2 separate regions of the Mus musculus genome follow, and region 1 is linked to region 2. Evidence: chromatin contacts called from public Micro-C data. All regions are on one chromosome and are shown on one strand. The core of a region is the stretch at or near the end of the contact, and the rest is flanking DNA. Distances in the headings are between cores, read along the strand shown.

Region 1 (3,117 bases), core at 446-2,945, 420 kb before region 2:
CGAGATGGTTATGAGCTGCCACGTGGGTACTGAACTAAGCCCTGGTCCTTTGGAAGTGCTCCTAACCACTGAACGATCTCTCTAGCCACCCCTCAAGATAGGCTTTACTTATATAAGCCTATTGATGTAGATTTATCTAAATCGGTAACAATAACCTTACTTAATTCTGTCTTTCTCACGACTTTTTCATCTGACATTTTCAGTATTCAGTGGTTAAAATCTTATCCTATCTTCCTTTTAATCTGCTCTGTCATCGGTATGATTTTGTTGTTGCTTTACAATCCAAGGGATCAGACCTTGAAGAGGAATCTCCTGGAACAAATATGGCCCTGGTTCTCCTGACTTTCGCCCTCTCTGGGACCATCAACAGTTAGAACCTTGTTATTCTCACTTTAAACTCTGTGTTTCGATCTTGTAAAGTCTGTATCTTCTAGAATATGTAACACCCTATTTGTTGCTTCTTGCTACCAAAATTATAGTCTATCCTGTGCAGATAGCTCCTTTGAGCTTGATACAATATGTAGGACTCCATTTTCTTAGGTGGGTTTCTTCTCTGCCCGATCTGGGGAACCCGACCTCTGACCCACAATCTTCTACCTGAAGAATGTCACATAGTCCTCCCTCCCCCACCCTTGCCCCAACCCCAAACTTGCCCTGCACATATCTGGAATTCCTGGAATGCCTTTCCACACAAAGGAGACATTCACAGTACTTTAAACTCCAATGAAACTTAACCCTAAGAAGAACCCCTTCCCACTATCCAGGGGTGTATGCATGCAAACCCACCCCAAATAAAGGAATACTCACAAACTAAGATTGTCTAAGAGAGCTGTTCCATTAAAATCCGGGGAGATGTCTCCCTTTGTGATTTCTTTTTGTTTCTACTTCCATTTTTAGATCCTGGATGGTTTTGTTTAATTCCTTCATCTGTTCAGTTGTGTTTTCCTGAAATTCTTTAAGGGATTTTTGTTTCCTCTTTAAAGCTTCTATTTGTTTACTTGTGTTCTCCTGTACTTCTTTAAGGGAGTTATTTATGTCCTTCTTAAAATCCTCTATCAGCATAATGAGATGTGATTTTTAAATCCATATCTTGCTTTTCCGGTGTGTTGAGGTATCCAGGACTTGCTGTGATGGGAGAACTGGGGTCTGATGCCAAGTAGCCTTGGTTTCTGTTGGTAAGGTTCTTGCGCTTGCCTTTTGCCATCTGGTTATTTCTGGTGTTGGTCTTTCTGTCTCTGGCTGGAGCTTGTCCCTCCTGTGGGCCTGCAAGCCCTGTCAGCACTCCTGGGAGACCAGCTCTCTCTGGCGGAACCTGTGTAGAGAGGGCTGTGGAACAGCCTTAGCTCCAGGCTCAGATGGCGACCAGAAGGATTCTGTCCAAGAGGGGTGTTGGGGGGGGGGAGAACCAGAAAAGGGGATAACATTTGAAATGTAAATAAAGAAAATATCTAATAAAATCCCTGGAGAAGCCCCCTCTCGGCCCCCATTCCCACCCCGGCTCTGCCCCAGCTCTTTCCCTACAGACCTCACCTCTTCTGGCCTCTGCTTCCTTCCAGCCTGGTGTGTAGCAGTGCCTAGACACCATGAGGGAAGAAATAGAGTACACATACCACACCTATTACATGGGGATTCCAGTCGATCCCTGCTGTTGAAAATCCAACTACTCCTCCCCAACCACTGAAGGTAATCTGTGATCCCTTTAGGCAGGGACTAGCCCCTCCTCTTAACGTCATGGAAGTAGTTAAAAGATTAACTGACCATCACCCTTCTGCTCCCTGAAGAGATTTTTGGACCACACCTCTCAAGGAGAAATTAGGACCTGAGAACAGGGACTGAAATGAAACATTAAGGTTAATATATGAAATGTGGCAGCCTCAGAGGAACTGGCAGCCCTTAGCCTATCTGGGCTTCATTTAACCAAGGGAACATGCTTAGAAAAGCCCCGATAGACAAAATTAGGCAAAATGGATACTATGCAACAACACAGGTGAAATGGATATTATGTAACATAATGGTTCCTATCATGGGAGCTACAGCTTTGAGATGAGTTTAAGAGGACACCATTCAGCTTCATCTTTTTTTTTATGGTAAGTAGTCTATCAGGCATGCAAGGTATGGTAGGTGTCTATGATGAGGAGAGATTCCAACGCCAGGCCAAAAAGCCTGTCTACTTTCGAACTGTTGGTCAGTGTTGTCTAAGAGCCTCCTAAAACCTCATAGGCCATTTAAGAGGACACCATTCAGCTTCATCTTTTTTTTTTTATGGTAAGTAGTCTATCAGGCATGCAAGGTATGGTAGGTGTCTATGATGAGGAGAAATTCCAACGCCAGGCCAAAAAGCCTGTCTACTTTCGAACTGTTGGTCAGTGTTGTCTAAGAGCCTCCTAAAACCTCATAGGCCGTTGCTATTTCACTTGGCTGCCTGCCAGAGGTAGAAAGTAAGTCCCCATTCCTGGAGACACCGTGCACTTCAGACACAGGACTAAAAGCACCTGAGCTGGAACTGACCTGAAAGCCTCTTTTCTGAAAACTAAACTTCATGGTACCAGAAAGGCTCCATCCCAGCTTCTAAAGGAAGACAGCAAACAATAGTCTACCCAGCTATGACACCTGTGTACCACAGTTATGATCAGAGTGGCATGATAGCCCCAAAGGTACAGGAGTGGCATCCAAATCTTGACTCTAACTGTAGTGGTTTGAACAGGTTTGGCCCCCATAGACTCACGTATCTGAGCATGCTCGGCCCAGGGAGTGGCACTATTAGGAGGTGTGGCCTCGTTGGAGTAGGTGTGGCCTTGTTGGAGGAAGTGTGTCATTGTAGGGGTGGGATTTGATACCCCTCTCCTTGATGCCTGGAAGACAGTCTTCTTCCTGGCTGCCTTCAGATCAAGATGCAGAATTCTCAGCTCCTTCTCCAACACCATGTCTGCCTGGATGCTCCAATGTATTCTGGCATGATGATAATGGACTGAACCCTGAAACTGTAAGGCAGCCCCAATTAAATGTTGTCCCTTATAAGAGTTGCCTTGGTCATGGTGTCTGTTCACAACAATGAAATCCTAAGACAGTAACCAATAGCTCTCTAGTTAGACTTAGAACCCTTTGATCTCTGGTCCT
Region 2 (3,106 bases), core at 171-2,670:
AACAGGTGATAGCCCTTCCCTATTTGCTATGGATAGCTCCTGGAGGGAGGTGGGGTGACAGTATGATCTGAGCAAGTTGTGCCCTATCCCCCATAGGAGCTGGAAACTGTATAAGAGGCCATTCCTGAGTGGCCCATGTTTCCCCCAAGCTCCTTCCTGGCAGAGGGCAGAAAGCCGGCCATACTGGGTACAGTTGGGCTTTCCCAGAAATGGCTTTTCTGAGTTAGTTTCAAAATGTTTTATTCTCATCGGTAGGATATGCAAATCCCTTTAACTCCCGTATCTCAGCCTATCCCAGCGGTGTCACTGGTCCGGCAGCTGCCTTCCAGTCCGTGTCCCTGATTGAACTGGGCCAGGCCACCTGGCTGGCCCTGTTCCACAGGTTGTGAGCAGCTCTAGGCATATCACCTGTGTTTCTCTTTGACCATCTAAAACAGTTTTGGGTGACTTGTTGCACCTGGGGGCTATGGCTTTTTGTAGGATGTGTTGGGTATGATACCCTAACATTTTAGTTCCATTCTCTCTTGAAGAATATTTGTTTCCAGTTTTTCACCAGTCTTTCATTGAAAATGCACAAGGTCCTGAAATTCCGGAAGATCTGTGACTTCCACCATGTGGTGTTCTGGAACTCTTTGCTCGGATCTTCCTGTCACTACTACCTTCGGAATTTACCTGCCCTTGGAGCCAAAGGGAGGAACTGCCACCCTCCAAGTTTGGGCTGCAAGGGTTCCCCAGGTTGGATCGTGGAACACTCCTGCCAGCAGGTACAAAGAGTCTCGGGCTTGGCTGGCTAGGCCTGTCCCAGAGCCCAGTGACCTTCTTGGGTGGGATTACTTAACCCCAGGGTGCACAGCGTCCCCTGATTGGCCATTACTCCCTGGCCTAGGTTAGCAGCCTGACCTGGTCAGGGCCTGGGCCCAGATCACCAGCGTTGGTGGAGATGAGGAGCTGCAAACTGAGAGAAAGGAGCCATGACCTGTGGGGTGGTGGGAGAAGAGCCCCACGGGAGTTTGGAATGAGAATGGAAGAACTGAAGCTGTGGAAGTGGTGAATGACAGGCTCTTGGAGGGCGGGAGGGCTCTGAGCCTGTGTTGTGAGTAGGAATGGGAGGAGGACGCGGTCCTGCGGGGAGGAACTGGTGTCTCTTATGCTGAGGGAGGTCTGCATCTGTGGGCAGTTCATTCAGCGGTGGCCTCTAGGGGTTGGGTTTGTGCGTACCGAGTCCTTGAGGGTACAGGGCTCTGGCGGGGCAACCCTGAGACTGTGGCTACAGGGGCGGAGTTTTAAGGGGTGGAGCGTCTGGTGGGCGTGGTCGTTCCGGAAGCCTCCCGACCCCGCCCCGGGCAAACTTTTCCCGAGCCGTGGGGGCGGGCAGGTGAGGTCACGTGGCGGGCAAGGGCGGGCCGGGCGGACCCCGCCCCTACGCCGGAGTCCGGCGGCTGCTCTGGAGCAGCGTGTGGCTGCGAGGGACAGCAGAGTCTAACGGAGCCATGCCCACGAACTTTACGGTGGTGCCGGTGGAGGCGCGCGCCGACGGCGCCGGGGACGAAGCTGCTGAGCGCACGGAAGAACCCGAGTCTCCCGAGAGCGTGGATCAAACCTCCCCTACGCCGGGTGAGCTTGGCCGCACCTGCAACGGGACAAAGGCAGAGGCTGGGCCCTTCTGCTGCCGCTGGGCCGCTCTGACTCGTTGGTTGGCGGCGGCCCGCGCGGCGCGTAGCGGGGCGATGGGAAGGGGTCAGAAGGGCCAACTGGTATCTGCCTGGCTCGGAGGAGTGACCCGAGACCGGGAGAGGATTCTTGGGCTGGTGGTTTGTTGGCCCTGTTCGTTCAGTTTCTTGAATTCAGTGCTCTGCTCCTTGCTTGAGGCGCCCGCTGCATATCTCCCTGTTGGCCTGACTCAGTCAGCCCTGGGGGCGCGGTTCCCACCTCTCTGCATGGCCTGACTGGAGCATCGAGGCTGGAGCACCGGAAACTACTTGGTTTGGCAACTCTGACGGGACTAGGGAGGAGTTGCAGAGCTACTGGAGGTACCTATGGAACGGGAAGGCCCAGGTGTCTAGGTGGTACCTGGGAGAGCTGGAGGTACAGACCCCTGGATGGGTGATCTCACTGACGGACAGCTTCCTCTGGGCAAGCTTTCTTTTGCTCCAGGATGGCCCAGTGTGGTCAACCGATAAATCCGACTGGGATCCCAGATCTGCCTCCACTGACCTTGGACCAGCCAAACTTCCCTTGGGATCTTAGAGGAAGGACAGAGGCCCGTGTAAGCCTGGGGAGGGGGCTGCGCACTCTGAGCGCGGGCTTCTCTTTGCTGCTCTTTGTTCCTTGGATCCGGAGCTCTCTGGCACTTTCACTTTCCACGGGGTGGTGATGGGCCTGGGAATCTCTCTCCATCCTACTTCTCAGCACCCTCTCTGCTGATGGCAAGTCACCTTGAACTGACTGCTTCCTCCCTGTTCCAACTCTCTTCTAGACCTAGATCCTAATAGGCCCTAATAGGTGAGAGGACCCAGCACAGACCTACAGCTGCAGCTGGCCTTGCACCTACCCCAAGTTTTACATTGGAGGTTTGGGCTCCAGGTTCTGGGTCTGGAAGGAAAAGAGGGTGCAATCCTCAAGAGATGGACGGATCTTTTATATATGGCATCAGAGCTTTTGCTGCTCAGAATACAGGCAGTAGAAACTGCGCTTCCTCTAGTCCATACTTTTAGGAGCCTGCATTCATAGACTAGGAGTGCTGGCCCGGAAGTGGCCTAGCCCAGGTCCGCAGCCTGCCTGTCTCACTCTGTGACCCTCTCCATGAGATGCTGGACTGTCCAGCTTTCTCTGCACAGACAAAGCATTCTATGTCTCAGGGCTGCTGCCTGGCTAAACACATAAAATCAGTTGTAAGGTGGAGGCAGAATCTAGAAGTCCAAACTCAGTGTCCATCAGCCAGGGAAGTGTGAAGAGGGTCAGCAGCATCACAGAGACCCCCAGAGTAGAGCCCCCAAAGCCCTTCCTGGTGCCCAGTGGCCTGAGACAGACAATTCTACAATTCTGCAGATGTCCTATATGATTAGTGTCTCAGGCAGAGGTAATTTTCCTTTTGATTCATTTCTTG

The links. A called contact is a pair of places that touch in the nucleus more often than the background predicts.
Region 1: a contact with region 2 is called in a Micro-C map of embryonic stem cells, with 2.7 times the contacts expected there. The contact joins the promoter of Eprn here to the promoter of Slc12a7 in region 2. A contact is called at or near these places in 1 of 39 promoter capture datasets (pre-B cells), 1 of 484 Hi-C or Micro-C datasets (embryonic stem cells) and 3 of 115 datasets of contacts at active chromatin or transcription factors (all in embryonic stem cells).

Annotation. Positions count from the first base shown.
Region 1 is chr13:73,345,689-73,348,805 of GRCm38.p6, forward strand. It overlaps Eprn (ephemeron, early developmental lncRNA), which reads right to left and starts at 1,696. Exons shown (of 3, transcript NR_045293.1): 1 at 1,531-1,696; 2 at 808-1,373.
Region 2 is chr13:73,762,277-73,765,382 of GRCm38.p6, forward strand. Slc12a7 (solute carrier family 12, member 7) reads left to right here and starts at 1,421. Exons shown (of 24, transcript NM_011390.2): 1 at 1,421-1,614. The coding sequence starts at 1,491.